Regions from separate parts of the Triticum aestivum genome. Here region 1 is linked to region 2. The links are chromatin contacts, called in public Hi-C maps. All regions are on one chromosome and are shown on one strand. The core of a region is the stretch at or near the end of the contact, and the rest is flanking DNA. Distances in the headings are between cores, read along the strand shown. Region 1 holds the start of LOC123105949 (endoribonuclease Dicer homolog 1). Region 2 holds the start of LOC123105948 (serine/threonine-protein kinase ATG1a).

Evidence for each region. A called contact is a pair of places that touch in the nucleus more often than the background predicts.
Region 1: a contact with region 2 is called in a Hi-C map of leaf, with 3 times the contacts expected there. The contact joins the promoter of LOC123105949 here to the promoter of LOC123105948 in region 2. A contact is called at or near these places in 3 of 5 Hi-C or Micro-C datasets (all in leaf) and 1 of 1 datasets of contacts at active chromatin or transcription factors (leaf).

The regions. Positions count from the first base shown.
Region 1 is chr5A:681,447,732-681,454,850 of IWGSC CS RefSeq v2.1, forward strand. LOC123105949 (endoribonuclease Dicer homolog 1) reads left to right here and starts at 2,449. Exons shown (of 20, transcript XM_044528135.1): 1 at 2,449-2,762; 2 at 2,882-4,038; 3 at 4,125-4,238; 4 at 5,871-6,081; 5 at 6,200-6,594; 6 at 6,672-6,894; 7 at 7,043-7,119. The coding sequence starts at 2,899.
Region 2 is chr5A:681,288,182-681,294,693 of IWGSC CS RefSeq v2.1, forward strand. LOC123105948 (serine/threonine-protein kinase ATG1a) reads right to left here and starts at 3,502. Exons shown (of 13, transcript XM_044528134.1): 1 at 3,285-3,502; 2 at 3,047-3,176; 3 at 2,879-2,937; 4 at 2,374-2,438; 5 at 1,997-2,090; 6 at 1,840-1,920; 7 at 1,629-1,740; 8 at 1,421-1,475; 9 at 817-926; 10 at 408-739. The coding sequence starts at 3,502.

The sequences.
Region 1 (7,119 bases), core at 1,199-3,698, 160 kb after region 2:
CGTGTGGGCATTATCTATTTCACCCACACGCACGTTGTATAAGAAAGACCGGGAGGGGAAAAAAGGCGTGTGGGCGCTAGTTGTTTTGCCCACACACAAGCGTGTGGGCTGGTCCTCTTAGGCACCACACAGAACGTGTGGGCAGATCCCTTAACGCCCACACGTGTGGCAGTTATCGGGACCCATAAATAAAGCTTTCATAAGTACCGTAATGTGCAATCTGTTTTCTTGCAACAATATATAAAGCTTTTCATAAGTACTATAATATGCACACAACGTGCTAGACGTTTTGGCTCTCGGCCTCCATGGAGGCCGAGTTTTTTGAAAAAAAAAACAAAATTCAAACATTTAAGGTTCAATTTTTTTAAAGAAAATTGTACAAGTAAACAAGGATGTTATGTGTATGTGCGTAAAATTTCAGGATGAGATAACATGCGATATGTATTAAAAAGACAAATTCACGAACTGGAAGGATGAATAGTATCATATGTTAAAAAGGCCCAGATTTGTTTTTCTTGCACAATCCTCATTTCAATGTATCCGTCCTGAAAATTTACACACCTATGCATTATCCCCCCATGTGTATCTATATTTTTGTCTTCAGAATTTTCTAAAATGTAAAAAGTATGAATTCCGATAAATTTTGAATGTTTCAAAAACCAACCTCCATGGAGATCGGCCTCTAAAAGGGATTTTTAGCACACAACCCATATAATAAACTCCTGAGAATCCCACCCATGGCTTCCGGCCGAGACGAATGAAGTGGTCGAGTGCACGAACGAAGTTTGTCAGACAGCGTGAATCCGAATAAATAAATACAGTAGATAAAGTTGCCGAAAAAGTGCAGTGACCCGAGCGGAATCGTTCAGCACGAGTCGAGTCGAGGAGCAACAGTGCCCGGTGCTGGGCGCAGGGCACGGGATCCGGTGCGGGCACCGCCTGCCTTAAAGGCACAACAACCGTGCAGGATTCCCGGGCAGGCAGCGGACGCATGCCCCTGTCGGGACGCCGCCGTAACTATCATGCCACCACCACTGCTCTTCGGTCAGTCACTCACTCCAGCCACCACTGTCAGTGAGTGAAGAAGGGCAAGGCGAGCACTCACTCCGCTGTACCGCGCGCAGGCGGGCGGCATCAATCGGGGTAGGTTCGTCTCCAGGAGGGAGGTGACACACTGACACTCACACACAGCAGTGGCAGCCTTTCCTCACTGTCTTTCACACTCACTGTCCGTCCCTGTCCTGTGTCCTGTCACTGTGCGTATCCTAACGTACTATTTTGCTCGGGTTCGAGAAGGCGCTTCCGTTGAACGAACGAACCTAGACGTGTTTTTGTTTCATTTTTCTCTCATTTTATGGATGGACTGGCTCACTGGCCCGAAGCGGCCAGGTTCGGTTGTATCTACGGACGGGGTGCCTGTGCCGGCAGGGCAGCAAAGCATCTGCTTATCTTTGCACGCGCGCGTCGTGTCGCGGAGATGGTTAGTACAACGACCTTTGGAACTTGATGCTCCATGCATTGGGACTCACTCACTTGCTCCTTGTCCTATCTATCCATCTATCTATCCACTCAGGCTGCAAACTTAATTAACTCTGACGAAGTAGTACTAGGAGCAGCAGTGCCATGGAGCATAGTAATCACGTCCTCAAAGTCTCACCTACGATGGTCGATGGAAAAGTGCACCGAAGCTGAATTTGCAGCGCATCAAAAGCTGCAGGAGTAGTTTAGGGGTGTTTATTTTCAGGGACTTTTTCGTGTAGGGACTAGGAAAAGTTCTTCTTAAAGACTTTTTTATCAAATAGGAGAGATTTTTTACGGACTAAACTAGGCATTTGGGACTAAATGAAGAAGACTCTCAAGAAGAGTCTTTTTGAGACTTTTCCAATAATGCCCCTCCATGCACCCATTGGTCCGCCACCCCATTATGTTGTTTAATTGTTATTTTTTTATATACTAGGAGTAATATGGTCATTTAATAACTTCTAGGAAGGGACCAGAGACTTTTTAGTCTCTTGAAACAAACAGGGAGGGATTTTTTAGGGACTAGATACTAGAAAAAGTCCTAGGACTAAAGAACCAAACACCACCTTTGTTTTCTGAGTGAAAATGAAACCAGGAGCAGTTACTTTCAAAGAAAAAAAAAGCAGGAGTAGTTACCGTGGTGGCTGGAGCACGCGGCAGGGGCGGCACCCACTCCCCCTCCGCTCGTCCGGGGCCCACAGCGTGCACACACGACTCGCAGTCGTCGCGGCGCCGCTCGGGCCTCGGGGGACAACAACCACGCCTGACGGGTGGGACCCACGCGAGGGGTCGCTTCAGGCCGGGCCGGGCCGGGCCGCGCGGCCGCGGCTGCCCTAGCTAGGCCCGGGGGCCCCGCGCGTCGGCGGGACACCGCTCCTGGCCGCGAGGGCTCGCGTCCATTAATTCGGGATCCTCCTCCTGCCCCGAGCTAGCTCCGTCCTCCTCCCCCCATCTCTTTCCGCTCATATCGGAGAGAGAGAGAGAGAGAGAGAGGAGTGGAGATCAGCAGAGAGGGAGAAGAGAAAGAGTAGCGTTGATACACCGTCGAATCGAATCGAATCGGATCGAGACCGGTCGCCGCCATATCGGAATCGCATTCGCATCTCCCTCGCCCCACTCGATTGGTTCGATTGCGTGATTCGTACGGTTTATCACCGCCTCTTTCTCTTCCGCTCTCTCGCCACCGCCACCGCCCTCCACCGGACCTCCCGCGCCGCCGCCACCGCCACAGAGCAGCAGCAGTAGTGCCAACATTCGTTTCCCCTCCCCTCCCCTCCCCTGTTTGTTTCCTCGTGGTTCTCTGATTGATTGATTGATGTGCTAGTTGTGTGTGACGACGATTGGTTTGCTCCGGTTGCAGCTGCAGCCGCGGGGGAGATGGCGGGAGGAGGAGGCGGCGGCGCGCACCCGGGGGCGGTGTCCTACTGGTACGACGCGTGCGAGGACGAGGACGACCCGTCCCTGCTCTTCGACTTCGCCGCGTCCGCCGACTTCGACCCGGGCCTCATGTCCGCCATGGACAGCGGCAGCGGCATCGACTTCGCCCCGGGGCTCGTGCCCTTGCCCTCCATGGACTGCGGCATCGACTTCGCGTCCGCGGATTTCGACCCGGGCCTCTTGCCCGCCATGGACTGCGGCGTCGAAGACGGCTTGGTCGACGAGATAGACCTGATACTCGAGAGCATCAACGACGAGAGCACCCCCGCCCCCGCGCCGCAGCCCCCGCCGTCTCAGCCTGTGGTTCCCCCGCCGCCAGCGGAGCGGGTGCAGGAGACTGCTGCTGCGTCTGTGGCCGACAATGCTGTGGCGGTGGTGGGCTCGGGGCAGAGGAGCCAGGCTGTCGAGCCGAGGAGGGAGACGAGAAGCGTCGAGCCACGGAAGGAGACGAGAAGCGTCGACCCAAGGAGGGAGCCGAGAAGGGAGTCGCATGGTGGTTCCACGAACGGCGGTCGCGCCGGGGAGTGGAGAGATGGGAAGCGTCCTCGCCTCGCCCCTGGGGCTCACGGGGAGCCACGCCCTGATTCGCGGCGGCGCCCGATGCTTCCGCCTCCCTCGCGTGGTTGGGAGGAACGGCGTGGGAGGCGCGACTTCGTTGACAGGCCCCGCAAGCGCGACCGCGACAGTAACCCTGCCCACCGCCGCGAGGCTCGAGGGTTCTGGGAGCGGGACCGCGGCGGCAAGATGGTGTTCCGCCCTGGCACCTGGGAGCAGGAGTCTGAGCGCGAGGGAAAGCGTGCCAGGACACAGAACGGAGGCTCCGTGGAGAAGAATGCAGAGGCGGATAAGGCGGCTTCTGCCCAGAAGGAGAAGCCTCTCGCAGAGGAGCAGGCGAGACATTACCAGTTGGAGGTGCTTGAGCAAGCAAAGAGCAGAAACACCATAGCCTTCCTCGAGACCGGCGCGGGGAAGACTCTCATTGCTGTGCTGCTCATCAAAAGCATATGTGACAAAATGATGAAGGAGAACAGGAAAATACTTGCTGTGTTCTTGGTTCCCAAGGTGCCTCTTGTGTATCAGGTAGTACATACAGTACATACATGACTGACCTTTCAGTGATTAAGGTTTCGAATTTTGTGGGTGTAACCGTGTTGCTGAAATTGCAGCAAGCTGAGGTGATACGCGAGAGGACTGGCTATCGGGTCGGGCACTACTGTGGAGAGATGGGTCAGGATTTCTGGGATGCTAGAAAGTGGCAGCGAGAATTTGATTCGAAACAGGTCATTCTTCTATTTTTCATCCCCTTTCATACTGTTCTTATTGCCGTGTATAATGACCTGTGACCTAGTTCTATGCTAAACATTTGCCTAAATCTATATATTGTTTTGGAACAAGATCACTCTGGTTATGCTCCAGCAAGCATCAATACGGGGACAGACACGGGGATATGGAAGCGGGGACAAGGGATACTGCAATTTCTAGAAACAGTCATAGGCGATATGGAATAACTAATAAAAATCCATGTAATAAAGACAGAATGATTTTGAGATATCACATGAGATCAAATATTGCCCCATTTGCCGTCTCCGTGCCTCTTTTCATGCCCTCCATTGCTTCAAATCCCTCTGTATTTGGAATCAACACTTCAACTGTAGCAGCCAGCCAGCACCAGCAGTAGCTAGGCAACAGCAATCAATACTTCAATTGCAGCAGCCAGCCAGCCAGCCAGCACGCTGCACGCACACAAGCAACGAAGCAAGCACTCCCATACCAGAGGAGAGCAGGGTATTTGGGAGCAGGGGAAGTTCCATTGCTTTGCTTGGCTCCAGGCGATGGAGGCATCGGAAGTGATGCCCAGGCGCAGTCATGCGCTCGATCCAATCTTTGATTGAATAGCATGGGATGAGAGCTGTCTGTTGTTGTTAGTAGTTGGGCTTTACCGGGCTGCGCATTCTCGTGTCCCCGACGTACCGACGATGTCCTGGCTGTGTATCATCATTTATTTATTTTAATCAGAAAATGGGGATACACATATCCGGTGTATCGCGTATCACACATGTTTATATGCGGATAAAACGGGCTTTGAAGTATTGGTGCTTTTCAGGTTATGGTTAATGATGCTGTTAATTGGTCAGTTTCTTATATATTTTTTGATTTAGTGCAATTGCGTTGGTGTATATATCACATATATAATGTTCATATCTTCTCTAGATTTTTGTTGGCATGTTCACATATACATCACTTCTGTCAGCACATTCTTCATTTGTAGTCATGACCTTTTTATTGTGACCTCAATAGTGGCTATTGGATACTGCCTAATAGGTAAAAATGAAGCAGCTGTTGGATAGGAAAGAGAATTGTTTTATAGGATACCACTTAGAAGTAAAAAAGAAGAACTACTGAATAGGAAACAATAATTGTTTTATAGGATACTCCCTCTGTAAGGAAATATAAGAGCGTTTAGATCACTACTTTAGTAATCTAAATGCTCTTATATTTCTTTACGGAGGGAGTACTGCTTTAGAAGTAGAATGAAGTTGTTGGATAGTAAAAGAGAATTGTTTTATAGGACACTGCTTAGTACAACCTCCATCCGGAATTAACTGTCGCCGAAATTAGTGTATACTGTTGCTGAAATGAGTGTATCTAGACGCGTTTAAGTGTGTAGATAGTACTCCCTCCGTCTGAAAAAGCTTGTCCCAAGCTTGTCTCTCAAATGGATGTATCTAGCATCAACAGTTAATTCCGGACGGAGGAAGTACCTCTCAACTTACTGCATTATTTGCAGTGTGTGTATGATGCACATCCATCTATGGAAACAATTTTGCACTTTACAGTCGCAAACTAAATAACTGCACTGTACTAAACACTATGTATGATTCACTTACATTAAACAGAGCCCTTTCATGCAGGTACTAGTTATGACAGCTCAAATTTTGTTAAACATCCTCAGGCACAGTATCATTAAAATGGATGCCATACATCTTTTAATTTTAGATGAGTGCCATCATGCAGTGAAAAAACATCCATATTCTTTAGTGATGTCAGAATTTTATCACACAACTCCGAAGGATAAGAGGCCAGTTGTTTTTGGCATGACAGCTTCTCCTGTCAACCTAAAGGGTACTGCTCTGCTCTTTTTCTCCTGCTACCTTTTCCCTTTTTATTTTTTCACTCACTATTTCATGTATATAATTTCATCTTCTTGTTTTTCTCATGCTATTTACTATTATCTGGACAGGAGTCACTAGCCAAGAAGATTGTGCCATCAAGATAAGAAATCTTGAGAGTAAACTGGATTCCATTGTTTGTACTATTAAAGATCGGAAAGAGCTTGAGAAACATGTCCCCATGCCTTTTGAAGTCGTTGTCCAGTATGACAAAGCAGCCACCCTTTGTTCCCTGCATGAGCAGATCAAACAAATGGAAGTTGCTGTTGAAGAAGCTGCACTCTGTAGCTCTAAGAGAACAAAGTGGCAGTTTATGGGAGCCAGGGATGCTGGGTCTAGAGATGAGCTGCGCCTTGTCTATGGTGTTTCTGAGCGTACAGAAAGTGATGGCGCAGCTAATTTAATCCAGAAGTTGAGAGCTATAAATTATGCTTTAGGTGAACTAGGTCAATGGTGTGCTTATAAGGTATTCGCTTGATATTCAACAATGGCATGTTGTTAATTGTCACATATTTTTGACAGTTCACTTATACATGATTTCAGGTTGCAGTGTCCTTTTTGACAGTATTGCAGAATGATGAAAGGGCAAACTATCAGGTTGATGTAAAGTTTCAAGAGTCACATTTAAAGAAGGTTGTTGCTTTATTGCACTGCCAGTTGACTGAGGGAGCTGCAGTGAAAAGTGAGACGAATGATGTTGAGATGCATAACAGTGAAAATCACAACCCAAGTGAACTTGAAGATGGGGAGCTGCCTGATAGCCATGGTACTAGTTTGGCAAAACCAGCCACTTCCTCTCTCTCCATGCAGTTTCGTTCTGTAATTTCGCACCATTTATTTCATCATTATCTTGATCCATTAGTTGACTTTTTAGTATATCTCACTCTCTCTTCTATTGCTGTCCTTTTTGTCAGCTGTTTCTGTAGGTGAACATGTAGATGAGGTCATCGGAGCTGCCGTGGCAGATGGGAAAGTTACCCCTAGGGTGCAG
Region 2 (6,512 bases), core at 2,252-4,751:
CATGTAACAAAAACTGAGAAAAAAGAAGTGCCAGCCACACCATGGTTTGTTGAAAGGTCGTGAGTTTGACATTAAACAAAAACGCAGTAAGTCTAGACAAAATGAAAACATGCCTACAAGGGATATACAGAGTAGAGAAAGCATGGTGGTCCAATTAGAGGCAAACCAGTTGTACTAACACTAAATATCCTTATTAACGACACATTGAAATCTACACTGCTACATGTCCTCAAAAATCTATGCTGCTAGCTCAAATTACCCGCAGAAGTAAAAAAACAGTGACTGATCATGAAGAAAATCTAAAAAGCTAAGGAGTTCCAGTTTGAATACTGGACAGAATGAAGATGAACATGCTGTTCAGTGTTCAATAGACATGATACTAATTGCCACTGCAGCAGCAGCAGTACCTTCTCCTGAGCAAGTTCTGTGAGAATGACAATATACTGATTCAGTAGGTGAAGCCTTGTATAACAATCAAGTGGCCTCCCTCGCAGATTTTCCATAGTAGTTGACTCACGGGAAGCGGACAGTGGAGTACATCCATGGGATTTCAATCTATAGAGTGAGTCTCTGTTTTGACTCTGAACAGGCCCACTGATAGTGGATATATCATCACAGCGGGGTCTTGCACCTGTAACATCCTTCATTGGTTTCTCAAGTGAAGACAGCAACTCCATGGAAGTAGTGTTTGCCTGAACTAGTACATATTCTCGTTCAATCCACTCCCATGAATCAAATACTGCAAAATATACAAAATTAGTGCCTAAGCAGAGGATATAAAATACAAATTATACTTATAGACAGTGTCCAGCGTACCTTTTGAATCTACACTTTCAGACTTTACTTTGACGACAGCAGAAGAGACAGTCTGGCATGTATCCCTTAAATCAAGAGCATGATGGGATTCATCCACGATTTCACTGTTCCTGAAAAGGCATAATCAGCAAGATTCAACAATCGAGATAAATATGACGACACAACCAAGCCAAGTGCAAAATGGCATGCTTTTAACTATTCCAAAAACGTTCAGGAAATCTAGAAAAGATTGCAGGATTGCTGCACAAAGAGTAGTTATCCCCATTTATGAAAAGCTCATGATGAAGTCAGTCGTGCATTAAATTGTGATGCGCACCAGAACAATTCCAAATCTAATCTACATGCAGTTGCAAGGACAAAAAAAAGACGAGCAGAGCTTGCATATATGAGCTCACTCGTACAGAATTTGACCATTCCCCGTGGTTTTTGTACATTTCTTTTTGGGGTATACATGCAGCTTCTCATATGGGCACTTGGGCAGCAGGCGTCTGAGTTAAACTTACAGGACTTGATACAGAAAAAGTTCTAAAAGCAAAGTAGATTACTCAAAGCTACCCCATGGACTTGTGATTTTTAAACACTACCACCAGAGTAACAGGAATACCTTGCTGTTGCCAAAAAGTTGTGATTAAAGAATTCCTCAAAAGGCATTCTCTCCGCTGCAAAATTGAAAGCAATTTTCAATCTGATTCTGCGATGAATGGCTAGATTAAATGGCCTAAAAGAAAGTTGAACAAAGATTACTGCAGTGAGTATTAATTATCATACGCCTTATTTCCAGACACAAAATGAAGTGAAAATGGCAGACCCACCTGGATCAAGGCATATGAGTCTTCTGCACAGGTCAATAAACTCAGGATGTAAATCAGCCTCTATATCTGGAGGGAAACTGAGGCCACTAGATGACAATACTTTTTCGCACAGCTGTAATCCGTCAACAAAGCGCAAGCAGCAGTGTGTTAGGCTATATATGTGTATTGCGATTATGCGAGTACAACTAATGGTACAGTGTTACAAGCAAACCTCCACTCTATTCTCCCCAAGAAATGGTAGCTCCCCTGTTACTAGCTGGAAAAGAATGACTCCAACACTCCATAAATCTGCCTGCAAAGTTTTCAGGTAGACATTATTGCCTGGTTAATTTTAAGATCCGTGAATTTAAAGCGGTTAATAAACATACCTTTGCATCATATTTATCCCCTCGCCAGATTTCTGGGGCCATATAATATGGAGAGCCACAAAAAGTGGCAGCCAAATTTTCATGCATCAGAGATCTGAAGCGAGAAGATAGTTTTCAGTTGTACACTTGCACTTATAAAAAAAACTCAATGAAACAGAAAGAGAACTCACAATGAGTACAGAATTCAGAACCAACATGCTTGGAGCAAATGTGAGTATTAATAAGACCAATAAACCATGCCGTTGTGGAAATAAAAACACTTGACAGCAGATAATGGTCTAAATATTTTGGTATTGGTCTGCATCTCCCCAGCAATTTCAATCTTTAGAGAACGGAAGATAGTCCTATAACTGCGACACTGAGAATAAACCTCTCACCTGGCAAACCCAAAATCGCCAATTTTCAATGTAATGGCGTCCCCATCGGCTGATAGCAGAAGGTTCTGCGTGATTCACAGCTCAATCAGTACGGAGAAAATAATGCATCTCTGAAGATATTCGATAGAACAAGTAACCAGGCCAGATAAATAACTACACAAATTTTCCACATGAAATTTGTTATTGATGACTGAAGTTCAAATACAAGCATGAGTGAACAGCACAATTCTCCACGCAGTTTGGCATTTGATGGTAAACTGACATTGATTGCGGCTATAAATGTAAGCTTAGCTTTTGACCAATAATTTAAGTTCAGTTGATAATTATGGAAACCCTTTTACACGGGACCCTACTCTTAGTTTTGGCGCTTAGCGCAAAAAAAACATCACAAATTACCGATCTGGCCCAATTAGCGACAGATTCCAGCCAAAAATGCCAAAAAAGTTCACGCCCAGACCAACCGTAAACCCTAAGAAATCCAATAGAAAAGGGCGTAAGATCTAACCTGGGGTTTGAGGTCTCGGTGCACGATCCTCTGGCCCCTCAGCACCTTGAGCCCCTCGGCTGATGATCCAAAACACCAAACAGCAGTGGCGCATCAAAACATATACAGTCCCAGGATATACAGTAATAAAAAGGGGAAAGGGAACACTCGGCTCGATTGGGAACTCACCGAGCTGCCGGGCGAAGTCCCTGGCGGTGGCCTCCGGCAGCCGGTTGCGCGGCCCGCCGTGCGTTTGCCTGTAGGCCTCGAGGTCGCCCCCGTCGCAGTACTCCAGCACCAGGAACAGCTTCTCCCCCGTCTGCGGCGAAAACCGCGAGGCATTTTTACCACACTGAGTTCGATCGCGACTACAGTAGTAGCGCGGACGGCGGGGGCCGGAGATTTGGTGAAGGGGGTGGACACCTACCTCGATGGTGTTGATGAGGCGCAGGATGTTGGGGTGGGAGAGGCTGCCGAGGATGCTCATCTCCTGGAGGATGCCGCGGCGGACGTGGTCGTCGACGCGGCGGCGGTCGATCTCCTTGACGGCGACGCGCGCGCCGGTGGGGGCGTGCACGGCGCGGAACACCTCCGCGAACGTCCCCTTCCCCACCATCTCCCCGAGCTCGTACTCCCCCACCACCCGCGGCGGCGCCGCCCTCTCCTCCTCCATGTCGCCTCCGCCGCGGCCGGGCCGAGTCGCCGTCGCCGGCCGGCGAGTTCGTATTGGGGGCGAGCGAGACGAGAGCGTGTACTGCTGCCGTGCCGGTGGTGGTTTGGATTACGGCACGGGGCCCGCGTGCTGGTGGTGGCCTCTCCCGATGGGGGAAAGGATATTTGGGGCCGTGGCGGTCAATCTAGCTAGGCCCCACATGTCAGAGACCTCGTATAGGAAACGGTTTGCTCGATACGGCGGGCCGTGCCGTCAGTGGGTGCGGACGGCTTCTTTCTTTATGCTCGGGTGGGGGCCCACCCGTGGGAAAGCGGGGTATGGCCCGGCGTGTGCCTTTGCAAGCTTTTTAAAACGGTTTCCTCTGCGAGTGGGTGTCCTGTGGCACAAGCTGTTGCTTCATAGCATAGGCTACTAGTGCGGTGACGTGACAGGTGTCGTGTGATGGGACAAAATCACTGTTTTGACCCTTTAACAAAAAATTAGCACGATTTGACCTTAGTTTGTAAAAAAGTTAAAAATCTAACCCTTTTCCTATTGTATACACGTTTTTTTTGCATCGGTACAACTGAGAATCAAACCCCTTACATGCTCCTGTTTAGCTTCCCGCAAAAAAGCCTTTGCAAATTTACATTTGAGGAAGGCATGGCCACCATCTTCGTCAAGGCGATTGCACATCAGACAGATGGTATCCAGGTCAATTCCACGACGTTTAAGATTTAACCGGACAAGAAGGGTGTTGTGACTCAATCTCCAAAGGAACATGATGATTTTCCTAGGCATTTTCAAACTCCAAAGCTTGGCCCAAACCTTTGTTGCATTTGTTGTCGGATCTGCTACAGTGAAAGTTGATGTTTGACCTGCAGCAACATCGTCCAACTGAAGTTTGAGTTTGTAAGCTGAACGAACCGAAAAGTTACCTTTCGGGTCGGGATGCCAGGCTGGAAGATCATCAAATCCCTCCTTAATAGGAATACTCAGAATGTGTGGGACATCATCATCATTAAAATACTTGTTGAACAAGATCTTGGTCCCATATTGTATACACGTTGGCGTAGAAATATATAGGCTACTGCCATGATCAACGGCGATAGACTTTTGGTCAATCCTAGCTATCAAAAATGATGTGGCAAAGGCTCCTGTACGCAGCCGCCTCCTCCCCTAAGAAAAGACTAGGATTCCTTTACCTTCCGCCATTGCCTCGCGCCGGTCCGTCTTGTCCCCGATGGCCTTAGGATCATTGCGGCGCGACGGATTCCGGGCCTTGTTAGTGGGAGGGCTCTGTTTTCATATGCTCATTCGAGTTTTGTGAGGGTTTGTGCCCTACTCAGGAAGACGAGACGGGGGCGGCTTTCTTGAGATGGAATAAGATTCTTCCCGCCTAGCCCCCATCCGAGTGGTGTGTCTAGCATCACCGGTGTGCGTGTGGAGGTGTGTCTCTGGTAGATCTATCCTTGGTGGATTTGTTTGAATCTGGTTGTAGTTCGTCCGCGTTTGTGTGTTTTCAGGTTGGATCCTTTTGATCTACGCTACTCTTAATCGGAGCGATTGTTGTTCTGTTGTGTTGGTCCGGCGAGGGAGGGGCGATGACGACGGTGCGCCTTCGGCTTGCTTCAATGTTTGTAGTCATCGCTAGGTGGCCTCGGATCTGGATGTAATTTTTATTATTTCTGATGTCTGTTGTACTATCATGATTAAAAATAAATAGATCAGAAGTCTTCTAACAAAATGATGTGAAAAGTGGCTACCGCCATAGCCTTTGACAGTAGCACTTCTAAAGTATAATAAATCGAATGTTGTGCCTAGTAGTACAATTGAATGTTTACTCTTGAAAGTTGGCTAGTGCAAACAACTTTGCTTTTGGTTGGTCTCTATTTTTTTTGTTTTTTCCAATAAAAATGAAGAATTTTTCCAATTAATGTTGGGATATGGATTAGATAAAAGACATTTTTTTAATTATTTGTAACTGTTTTATAAAACTAGCACAATGCTTGTGCATTGCTACAAAGCCATAAAAACCCGAGGAGTTACCACTAGATTAGATTAGGAGATCATCAAAAGATGATGGTTTCTTGCAGCTATTAGATGGTTCATGATTAAAAGGAGTGTGAATATAATAAAAAACCATGTTGTAGTTGCTAAAGAGTCTTGGACCATATTAGGTCCTTTGGAAGATTTGTAGCGAGATAACATTTTGAATTTTGAAACATAGGATAACGGCATGAGTAGGTTGAATGCACAAGATCATCGATTAGGTAGTAGGAGAACAACCATCGCCATGTTGAACTGTAATTTGTTTGCCCTCTTCTGCTATGACATGGAACCGGAAGAATTGGTTAGGTAGAGAAACAAAAATCAAGACGATGATTTTGAACTGGAGCGGCATACTTGCATTTACAATTTGTGTTTTTTTACAGGAGTGCTATTCTCACATTAGGGTAGCAGTGTATTTGTTTATTTGAGATAGGTCTCATACCTAGTAAAAGTAACATTTGTTTATTTATATTTCTTGAAAGGTTGCTCTCTTACTTCCTTTGTCTGGTGATAAGTGTACATCTAGAAAATTGGTGACATATTAGTTCTCACTCCTCTTACTAGTCTCCACCAACTAAATTAAAGAACAAGAATGAGGATTGGGAGGTGATGCTGGCGAGAAGAGTGTGATTGGAGGATAGAGTGGCGACAGCGATTACTAGGAGGCGATTGCATTTATTAATTGCATAAGATGTGTAAATGTACACTTTTTCTAGAGAAAAATTGCACGGTAGATCCACGCTTATAAACGGACGAATGGAGTATGTGGGTAGAATTGCATTTATTTATTTGTGTAGTCCACATGTGAATTCATCACCAACTTCAACATTTATAAGTAGGAAAGACTTCGGCAAAGATATAAACAAATGTGATGGGATATTTGGGTACGTGCATTTGAATTGCCGGTGCACGAATTGTTTGTTGTTAATTTTTTGTCCAATAAAATTGAAC